2 separate regions of the Mus musculus genome follow, and region 2 is linked to region 1. A link is a contact called in public Hi-C data. All regions are on one chromosome and are shown on one strand. The core of a region is the stretch at or near the end of the contact, and the rest is flanking DNA. Distances in the headings are between cores, read along the strand shown.

Region 1 (5,676 bases), core at 1,733-4,232:
AAATACACACAAAAGTAGTTGAAGGCTGAGGGGCAGCCACATGCAACATACTCTCAATTACTTCTGAGGTGGTTTGAGGAAGAATGGTCCCCAGAGGCTCATGGATTTCAATGTTTGGTTCCCAGGTGGTGGAACTGTTTAGAAAGGATTGGGAGGTGTGGCCTTGTTGGAAGAGGTATGTTACTAGGCCTGGGACTGACTCTCTCTCTCTCTCTCTCTCTCTCTCTCTGTCTCTCTCTCTCTCTCCTAATTCTATAAGCAAGGCCCCAATTAACCCAATTAACTAAGACAATCTCAGAAAAGCATACAAAGTCCAAAGAATGGTGTACGTTCACTTCAGGAAAGAATTCACCCAAATAAAAATAAACATTGAACAATTCATGTTGTAAATTGTTTTTGTTTTTTAATTAAGAGATGTCCTAGCAACGTAAGGGAGAAACCTGGCTGCTCATGACTCGACAAAGCAATAGAATTTCCTTTCAGGACAGATGCTGACGTGCTGAGGGGGAGATGCCACCAGCCTGTATTGGGGAGCAAGGGTTAAATTAGTTATTTGAGAATTCTGTACAGTGTGTTTTGATCATATCCATCCCTACCTTCAAGTCCTCCAGATCTAGGTTCTCTTACATACCCACTCAATTCTGTGTCCTTTTTAAAAAAAAACCTAATCAAGTGCAGTTCATGCTGCTAAAATACTCCAGGGTATGTGGCTATCCACTGATGTTCAGCTAAATGGGATCTCTATATCACACAAGTCTATATTTGGTCTCCAGGATTCTCTCTGAAAAGGCCAGTTATGGAAACTGTGGGCAGAGCAGGACAAGAGGCTCTAAACCACCTCCTACCTGCCCACATGCTTGGAGTGTTCTAGAACACGAAGCTTACAAAAGTGAGGGAAAATGATATGAGCTAATATGAAGTGATGTGTGATGTATGTGCAGTGGAAAGGAGAACATGTGCTAAGTGATCCTTTCCTGTGACAGATAAAAGATGAATAGAGGATGAATGGATAGATGATAGATAGATAGATAGATAGATAGATAGATAGATAGATAGATAGATAGATAGATGATAGATAAATATACTTGTGCATATCTGTATAGACTGATAGATGATATAGATAGCTAATAGATACGTATTCATGTGCATACACACACAGTAGACGATTACAGTGGTTTGAATGAGACAGGTCCTCCATTAGCTCAAGCATTTAACACCTGGTTCTCAGTTGGTGCTACTGTTGGATAGGTTGCTGCAGGATGCATGTCATGTGAGGTGGGATTTGAAAGCTCATAGCTTTGCCCCACTTGCAGTTTGCTGTTTTCCATGCTTGTGCCTGAGGATATGGTATCACAGCTTTCTGTTCCTGTTGCCATGCCTTCCTGCCATGGTGGACTTTAATCTGAAACCGTGAGCCAAAATAAACCCTCTCTTCTTTAAATTGCCTTTGCTCGTGGTATTTCAACACAGCAACAGAAAAGGGACTAATATAATAATAGATAGAAGATAGATGATGACAATGACAATGACGATGATGATGGCGATGGATAGATGACAGATAGATAGACAGATCGTTAATTGATAGATTGATAGACAGACAGATGATAGATTATAGATAGATAATAGATGATAGATTTAGAAATATAATGATAGATTAGATAGTTGAATGGATAGATAGATCATAGATAGAAAGATAGATAGATAGACAGATAGATAGACAGATAGATAGACAGATAGATAACACAGATATACATATATGCACATATATAGACAGATGATAGGTTGATAGATGGCAGGTGATTGGTAGCTGACTGGTCAATAGATAGATGAAAGACGATAGATTGATAGATAGTAGAGAGGCAGATAAGAAAGGAGGGAAGAGGGGGAGGATGATGATTACTGAATGTTAGACAGCAGACATGGTGTACTGTGACCTGTATGCTTGCATTCCAAAGTAGATAATAGAGGAGACATGTATTATACCCAGCATGCCTTGGATTCCACAGGAGAAGCCACACAGGTGAAGGGTGGGTGCTGTGGGTGCATAAAACGTCTAGAAAGGAGCCATCTTGCCACTCTTCTGGGGTCTGGAGGTGGGGCAGGTGGCTTCTCTTAGAATTTTTGGCACTGTTGTAATTTTTCCATGGCAGGCAGTAATTTTACAATATAAGACTAATATGCTTTTCAAAATAATGATGAGACTTTAAAACCTGGAAGAACATAAATTCTCCACAACAGGAGACTGATCCAATCAATTGAGGTACGAGAAAGCAGCTGAGCCAACTCGGACTCAGCTGTGGAGACTGACACAGGTGACCGGAGCCAAGTGGCAGAAGGAAGTCAGGGTGAGGAGTCAGCTGCCAGGTTACTGTGTCACAGGCCCCAAGTCTTACATAGCCAGGGCCTGCACCTGCAATCTGACTGTTTCCAGGTGAGGCACTTATAAATGACACCTATGTTTTTAAGGTTTGTTTTACCTTTAGTTTCCAAATTGTGCTCAGCGAATACAATCAAATTCTAATTTTTTTTAAAGGCTCAACATAATCTGGTACCATGTCTTTTCCTCAAACAGGAATTACCTTCAAATCTCCAGCCCCTAGCACCATGGCTCGGTGAACACTCGCCAATCTGAATGAGCTGGTTTGTCCAAATTAGTGAGTTTTGGACATGCCCATCTGATGGACATATGGCCTGCTCCTAATGAACCAAGCCATCTGCCTCTTCAGCACCAGCCACGCCATCCATCCAGCCCTCCAGGGCCAACTGTTTGCAGGAGAGCTGCTTGCTGCCTCAGAGACAAATACTGCAGAGACAAAGGGCCCGGGAGCTGGCATAAAGCAAGAAGGAGACACAGGCAGAGTGAGTAGGAGGAAAGTATCACATCAGGGACCCAACAAGCAGGCTCCACCTGGGGAGTGGGGAGCACAGCTGCGTGGATGTGCGCTGTTGCTCTACCAACCACAGTTCACCTGCGATGGAGCAGGAACATGACAAGCAGCTTGCAGAATCGATGTTAATGAGACATGTAAGCAGTATTTCGAGTGTATTAGCTTCCTAGGGCTACCCCACAAATCACCACATGCTCAGCGACTGAAAACAACAGAAAGCTGTTTTCTCTTCATACTACAAGCCAGACGTCTGAAAACCAGACGTCCCTGGGTTTAACCTCTCGGACAGCCCCAGGAGAGGCTCCTGCCCACCTCTTACAGCTCCTGAAGGCTCCAGACACTGTAGGGCTCCAGCTAGGTGATGGTTAATAGTGACAGTATCTGCAATCCCTGAAGACAAACCTCTGAGTATGACTGTGAGAAAATTTCTTGATTCAGTAAAGAGAGGGTGGAAGACTCGCCCTCAATCTGGGCGGCACCATCCCCTAGGCTGCAGTTTAGACTGAAGAGAAGAAAGACAGCTGACCACCGACGCTCATCATTGCCTCCTGACTATGGGTACAATGTGACCAGCTGCCACACACTCTTGCCACCATAACGTCCCAACCATGGTGGACTGCACCATCAAACTATGAGCCAGGACTAATCCTTCCTCCCTTAACTTGCTTTTGTCAGGTATTTGCTGCAACCGCAAGTAAAGGAACTAACACATCTTCATGTGGTTTCTGTCATCTATAAGGACTCTCTTTTGGGACTTTCTGACCCAGAGCAACATTGTCCAAGTCTTTCTTTGTCTTCATTGAATTCACAATACCATGTCTATGGCATTGTGGTTGTGCTTTCTGGAGAACAATCATTATGGAGGAAGACATGGCACCAAGTCTCCATGATTGTCATCTGTTCCATGTTTTCCCTGGAGGAGCCACTCTTGGATGCTATAGCTGCATCCCTTCCCTTGGATGGGAAGGACCCATGGGCACATGAATTTGGAGGCACAGAGCAGTGACAGGATCTGGGTAGGAGGAGGAGGCACCAAACACAACCATGTTCTATCTATGAGTACTAGGGGCTCTCTAACAGGATGCAGGACTCCTGGCATGGGCACAGAGGACACAACAGAAGTGTCTGGTTAGTCTCATAGAGACTGTGGCAGGTGACATACAAGTAGGGATGCTGGTTCTGCTGGGCTGAGCTGGATTAGGTTTGGCTGGGCTAGGCTGGGCTGAGCTGGGCTGGGCTGGGCTGGGCTGGGCTGAGCTGGGCTGGGCTGGGCTGCTGGGCTGCTGGGCTGCTGGGCTGCTGGGCTGCTGGGCTGCTGGGCTGCTGGGCTGCTGGGCTGCTGGGCTGCTGGGCTGGGCTGGGCTGGGCTGAGCTGGGCTAGGTTGAGGGTAGGGGTGAAAGATTGGACTGGATTGATTTGGACTGGGCTACATGAGCTAGATTGGGCTGTGCTTGGTCAAAATACCTTGGCGTGACTCTAACTAAGGAAGTGAGAGATCTGTATGATAAGAACTTCAAGTCTCTAAAGAAAGAAATTAAAGAAGATCTCAGAAGATGGAAAGATCTCCCATGCTCATGGATTGGCAGGATCAATATAGTAAAAATGGCTATCTTGCCAAAAGCAATCTACAGATTCAATGCAATCCCCATCAAAATTCCAACTCAGTTCTTCAACGAATTAGAAAGGGCAATCGGCAGATTCATCTGGAATAACAAAAAACCTAGGATAGCAAAAACTCTTCTCAAGGATAAAAGAACCTCTGGTGGAATCACCATGCCTGACCTAAAGCTGTACTACAGAGCAATTGTGATAAAAACTGCATGGTACTGGTATAGTGACAGACAAGTAGACCAATGGAACAGAATTGAAGACCCAGAGATGAACCCACACACCTATGGTCACTTGATCTTTGACAAGGGAGCTAAAACCATCCAGTGGAAAAAAGACAGCATTTTCAACAAATGGTGCTGGCACAACTGGCGGTTATCATGTAGAAGACTGCGAATCGATCCATTCCTATCTCCTTGTACTAAGGTCAAATCTAAGTGGATTAAGGAACTCCACATAAAACCAGAGACAGTGAAACTTATAGAGGAGAAAGTAGGGAAAAGCCTCGAAGATATGGATACAGGGGGAAAATTCCTGAATAGAACAGCAATGGCTTGTGCTGTAAGATTGAGAATCGATAAATGGGACCTCATAAAATTGCAAAGCTTCTGCAAGGCAAAAGACACCGTCAATAAGACAAAAAGACTACCAACAGATTGGGAAAGGATCTTTACCTATCCCAAATCGGATAGGGGACTAATATCCAATATATATAAAGAACTCAAGAAGGTGGGCTCCAGAAAATTGAGTAACCCCATTAAAAAATGGGGCTCAGAGCTGAACAAAGAATTCTCACCTGAGGAATACCGAATGGCAGAGAAACACCTGAAAAAATGTTCAACATCCTTAATCATCAGGGAAATGCAAATCAAAACAACCCTGAGATTCCACCTCACACCAGTCAGAATGGCTAAGATCAAAAATTCAGGTGACAGCAGATGCTGGTGAGGATGTGGAGAAAGAGGAACACTCCTCCATTGTTGGTGGGATTGAAGGCTTGTACAACCACTCTGGAAATCAGTCTGGTGGTTCCTCAGAAAATTGGACATAGTACTACCAGAGGATCCCGCAATACCTCTCCTGGGCATATATCCAGAAGATGTCCCAACCGGTAAGAAGGACACATGCTCCACTATGTTCATAGCAGCCTTATTTATAATAGCCAGAAGCTGGAAAGAA
Region 2 (5,665 bases), core at 2,610-5,109, 620 kb before region 1:
TATGCAGAGTGAAGGGGACAGCACAAGCTAGGGCCTGCTTTCCACTTAGGGTTTGACCCCTGATCCATGACCACACCTAAGGACACCTCTATCCCAGGGGAAAACTGAGAGGACATAGTAGCCCATCACTTGGCCAGATTTAGAAGGAAAGCTTGCCCCCATGTTGACCCTATGTGAAAGGTTTGCCTGTGGAAAGTTCTCTGCAGAGTCATGGTTCCAGCATGTCGAATGTGAAGCTGAGCAGGGACCTAACTTTGAGCCCAGTTAGCTGAGGCTGTGAATTAGCTGTCTTCTTTGCTAGGTCTACACATAGGAGTGGCTTTAGGGGCTCTTGATAAGGAGGTCTTATTTTACAGATGTCAACTACTTTGTTAGTATGGTCATATTACATCCTGAGATGACTGCTGGAGAGCTAAGTGATTGTCGGGGACAGACAGGGAGGGTGTGGGGTTTGAGTTATACCCAGTTATGCTCAAGTTATACCCAGTGTGGAATACAGACTCCCCCTGAGGCCTATGGATCAAGATGTAGAACTCTCGGATCCTTTTCCGGCACCATGTTTGTCTGCATGCCACTGTGCTTCCTGCCATGATGACAATGAACTAAACCTCTGAAACTCTGAGCCAACCCCAATTAAACATTTTCCTACATAAGAGTTGCCATGGTCATGGGGTCTCTTCATATCAATAAGACACTAAAAGACAGGTTTCATAGAGACTTGGAGAGAAATACATACAGACATACAGAGGGGGACAGGCATGAGCAAATGACCAATGGCCATGACCGCAGAAGTGGCCTTCTACTTCACAAAAGTTTAAACTTACAGTAGTCTGGGGCCAGAGTAGTTTTCATAGAGAATGGGTGCTGAATGATAGAACTGAGCAACTCAGAGGGTCAGGAACCTTCTTCTGGGTAGAATCCTGAGGAGATGCTTTTGTACCTGAGCTTAGAGTAGCGCTATTATTGACAGTCAGAGGAGGGATCAACTCAAATGTCCCTCAGTGGGTGGGTAGATGGACAAAATGTAATGCATCTAGTACAGGATGTATAGCGTAGATGAAGAAAGAGATTCTGGTGTCTGTCACAGCGTGGCTCAATCTTGCTGATATGATGCTGTGTAGAATGGCCAGTCAGAGGAGGACTATCCTGCTTGCCACTAGCAGGAGTCTCAGAGGACGCAGGAGTGGGATCCAGAGAGACAGAAAGAATGGAGTTGCCAGGGAGAGTTTGTATTCAAGGTAGTGGAATTTTCATTATGAGCGATGAGCAGGGTTCTGTGATGGTGGTGATGGCTACGCATCCTTAATCTCACTGAGAGACACACTTGAAATGGTCTTGAAGCACAGTTTATGTGCTGTGTATTTTGTTGATTTTTGAAAGAAGGAGCACAGAGTACTTTTGCTATGCCCTGGGAAGAAGAGCCAGGGAGGGTCAGGAATCTGAGGCTAAACTGAATTTAGGGAATGAAAAACAAGCCTACAAAGGCTATAGAAGACCTGGAACTCTACCCACTTGACTGGAGATCAAGCACGGAAATGTTGTGTAGCAATTCCACAAAATTGAAAATCCATCATGAAGGAGGCTCCTTAAGACTTAGGAAGTTAACAACATGCAAGTCTCAGACGTCCCCAAGACTTACAAGATTCACAAGGCCCCTCTTTTCCAAAGTTACAAGAGGACAGAAGATTCTCTGGATTGCTGAGCTGCACAGTCATGCAGAGAGCTCCATGGTTCCAGCTCTTACAAGGCATGACTTAAGTTTGAGGGGCTTTCCACATTGAGCCATCAATGTCATCTCTTATCCATATAACTAGCATAGCCCCCCCCCCCAATTCCAGTAAAATCATTGGTTCACCAATTTAATTGTAGCATTACTCTGGCCTAGTGTTATAGTGTGATCTGGGAATAATGCTACACAACAGCCTACAAGAAGCTGAGCATAGACAGGTCCAGCAGTTGGGTGATGTGTGCTATGGCTCTTTAGTGAGGAAGGTTCATAGAGGTTTTGAGATTCTTTCCTGGGCCAGAACAGATTTCTTCAGCTTTGGTCTTGGCTAGGACAATGATAACTCAAATATCTTCAGGTACCCTCCAGTTCTAGAATCCACTATAACATCATGTGCAAGAAGCTCCATTTGAGAAGATGCAAGGTTCACAGAGATGAAAGGGGAGGGTGGGGATGAAGAAGAGCCAAAGGCACATGTCAGCTACTATCCACTTGTTCTTAGCACACTGATCATCTAAAAAGTCCTCTGTGGGGTCAGATGTAGCTCCACATCCCCCCAGTCACAGGGGGCATTGTACCTGTTAGCAAAGAACAACATATTCAAGGATCAAGGTGCAAGAACACTTTGGGGGGAAAAATCAATTTCCCAATAATACTTCTTCAAGCAATGTCTTGAAGCTGATTCAAAAATAATATTGCTTGACATTCAGAGAGGGCAGTTCAACATTTCCAAAGCTCTTCACGTGACTACTTTTAAGACTCATGAAGCTCCTGATTAAGAGAATCCTTGTTTGGTGGAGGAAGAATGAAAAACGAGCAGTTGAGAGCTCACTCGGGGGCATGTCTTACAGAAGGGCCTAGAATTGTGGGTGGTTACCACATGGCTTGTGTGGATCTCTCTCCCTAGGCAATCTTACAGAGGGAGGTGGTCTTGTCCTGTTCCAGCCAGACATGTTACTTTAGTCAACAAAGTTTCTGGATGACCTCTGGCCTAAGGCTGGTGCTGAGACTAGACAAGATGCAGCCAGGGATTTTAAATATAATCTCTGTTTCTCACTTGTTCTCTGAAGCAAGATTAAGCCCAAGATTTCCTAGAGGAGTGGAGCTCTTGCCCCTGGTTTGGCCATACCGCCCTCTCTTCCCAGACCTTCAGCCCTGTCTTTTGTCCCCAAACCCAGTATTGTTGCTGCTCCAGCTCCTCTGAGGAGCCTGGAGGGATGGTAGAGGCAACAGGAAGGCTTTGTGACTGCATTGCTGCCTGCCCTAGAGGGCGGTAGGTACACAGGAAGGGCAGGCCTGCTTGTTCACACAGAGTCTGTTTCTATACATTGTGCTGTACTGCACTCCTGGAAAGTGCCTGAGCCCAGACCCCTGCACTGCTGTGGCTCTCTCTTCCTGTGCCCTAGATCATTGGAGCTGCTTGCATTCCCTGTAGGGTGGCCCTGCCTCCTTCACACTCTACCTCTTCTATCCAACTCCCTGCCTTGCCCTGCCTGTCTCTCATCTTCAGGGCCTGGTCTTCCAGAGGCTGGTCTGAGTAAAGGAGTCTCACTTATCCTGTAGTTGCTACACAGCAAAGACACTGTGTATCCAGGATCGATGATTTGGAAAGGGTGGGTTCCTATAGTCCTTTCTGCATGGAGGAGAGGTGGCCTTTGTAACTTCTGATTGACGCTTGATCCAGCCAGCATCTCATAGTCTGAGTGTCCAACCTGACCTCACGACTCACAGGCCTGTGTCTGCCTTGGTCACACTGACTAGTTATGTACCAGTCATTCTGGTGCATCAAAGGACAAAGGACATAGGCTTGCCAAAGACTCACTAGGACTACCTCCCTGTTCCTTCAGCAGCCTGCCCCCACTGTCCAGGCCACCTGTTCCATGCTCTCTTCCAAGAGGGGCATGTCCACCACTTGTCCTGGAATATGCAGAGAGAAAAATCTATCTGTTCGGCCATGTGGACCAAGCTCTGACAATATGGAATCTGTCTGACAAATGGGCTCTGCTGGGCTTGGCAGAAATAGCAGAAGGTGGTGTTAGCAGGAACTGAGCCAGATTCTCACTTCGGGGCCCTGTCACCCCAGCCTCGTCTGTTCTTGCCAATTAGTCAATGAACTACAACCCACGGAATGTGGGATGCCTCAGGCCATGGGCACGGGGAGGGATGTCCTAGGTAAGGGAAGGGAATCCCTGCCAGCTTAGAGGGCTGTGTGCCTGCTCAGCCATCAGACCATTTGGGGACTCTGTGGTCTGCTCTGCATACCAGCCTCATGCCAGCAGCTCCGAATGACCATGAGAGGCCCGGTAGTCTGTATAGCTTGTGTTTGCTGTGCCCATACTGCTGGGCTCAACTGAGAACAGTGGTGCCTATGTACCACGGTCCCTATGTGAGGGAAACATAGAGTTGTGAGGCTGGGTCAAAGGTGAGCCAGTATAAAGGGATGCAGGACAGAAGTTTGGAAGGAAGTGTTGCATTATAAGAAGAGATCTCTCCCCACGGTGGCCCCAGCAGTGAGTAGGTGAGCAGGTAATGCAGGCTTAGGGTGTGGTTCCAAGAAGCGCCTTTAGGGAATGTGGAGCTTGACAGCACTATTTCCATAGCTGGCACACACTGGTGATGGGGAGGACAGCTCAACATTCCTATCTGCCTAGGTGCTTGGTGCTCTGAGTGGCCTTGTGGGAGTCTCTGCGTGCAGCCCTTTCTTGTGCATCTACATTGAATATGACTTTGGCGCCAGGACTGTTTAACTCGGTCCTGAGATAATACACTTTGAAGAAATCAGAGACTGTGCAGCCCTACTGGGAAGGCAGAGGGAACAGCCTCTATGGAGCACTGTATGGGGGACCCTCCAGAAGTTCAGCACAGGGACCTGGGGGGAGGTTCCACTGATAAAAGGCCTGCTGTACAGGCATGGAGATCTAAGTTTAATAATCAACACACACATAAAAGGAGCCGTGTGTCTGTAACTCTAGAGCTAGGTGTCTGGATGGAGAGTGGAAAGATCAATTCACTGAGTTTGCTGGCCATCAAATCTAGCCAGTTGGTCAGCTCCAGGTCCAATGGAAGACCATATCTCCAAAAAAGAGTGAAGGGGAGGGCAAGATGGCTCAACTAATAAAGTCACTTTCTGCTAAGCCTGAGGACCTGATCCCAGAAACCCATCTGGTAGAAGTGACTCCCAGCACACTCAAGCTATGGCATGTGTGTGCCGCCACAACCATCCTGAAAAATTAAGGTCAGAAGGTGCCTGAGAAAGACACCCAACATTGTCCTCTGGTCTCTACATGCGTACACACAACGCATGCATGTCCCCACATGTATGAATCTCACAAGCATATATGGATGTGTGTACACAAATACGTTTAGCACTCATCTTTTGGGGTGTGTGGTGTTGAAAGCAAGAACTCAGTACCAATTTATTCATGTTCACACCAATGTTATCAGCTAAAAAGTAGAAGCTATCCACTAGCCCGTCTATGGAAGAACATATGAATACCATGGTAAGTTTGTGCAATGGGATATTAGTCACTCTTACAGGGGAAGGGGATACATAAGCATGCTAACACAGGAGTATGCCTTGAGGACTTATGTTTGATGACATAGTCAGTCACACAAGGACAGCAGGATTTCCCTAGAGTAGTCAAATCCACAGGAGTGTAAAATTGGATGGAAGTTTCCAGGCCCTAGGGGAGAGAGGACGGGAAATTTAATGAAGATGGAGTTTGTTTCTGCAGGGTCAACAGTTTTCTGGAGGTGGATAGTAGCTGTCATGGCCTGAATCTCATGTTTTGAGCACTTGGCCCCCCAGTTTTGGCAGCATTCTGAAGGCTGTGAATTTTTTAGGAGGCAGGTCCGGACTGGCAAGGGCCAGGTCTTTGAAGGATATACGCTCCAGGCTGCAGGTGTGACCTCTACTTAACTCACTGAGATATGAGGAGG

What was found. Hi-C and Micro-C count contacts between places; a contact is called where the count stands out from the background.
Region 2: a contact with region 1 is called in a Hi-C map of cerebellar granule neurons, with 4 times the contacts expected there. The contact joins two enhancer-like sites. A contact is called at or near these places in 3 of 484 Hi-C or Micro-C datasets (cerebellar granule neurons and cerebellum).

The regions. Positions count from the first base shown.
Region 1 is chr15:86,760,852-86,766,527 of GRCm38.p6, reverse strand. 4930543I03Rik (a long non-coding RNA gene) reads right to left here. Exons shown (of 5, transcript XR_875537.3): 4 at 2,580-2,827; 5 at 394-521. Among named protein-coding and RNA genes, the nearest start is that of Gm52184, 25 kb to the right of the region's middle. Within about 2 kb of position 2,982, at least 4 of the 459 cell types and tissues checked have an H3K27ac peak or open chromatin away from gene starts, as enhancers often do. A contact at or near this core is called in cerebellar granule neurons and cerebellum, where this site is marked.
Region 2 is chr15:87,384,860-87,390,524 of GRCm38.p6, reverse strand. No RefSeq gene overlaps it. Among named protein-coding and RNA genes, the nearest start is that of Gm35422, 82 kb to the left of the region's middle. Within about 2 kb of position 3,859, at least 3 of the 459 cell types and tissues checked have an H3K27ac peak or open chromatin away from gene starts, as enhancers often do. A contact at or near this core is called in cerebellar granule neurons and cerebellum, where this site is marked.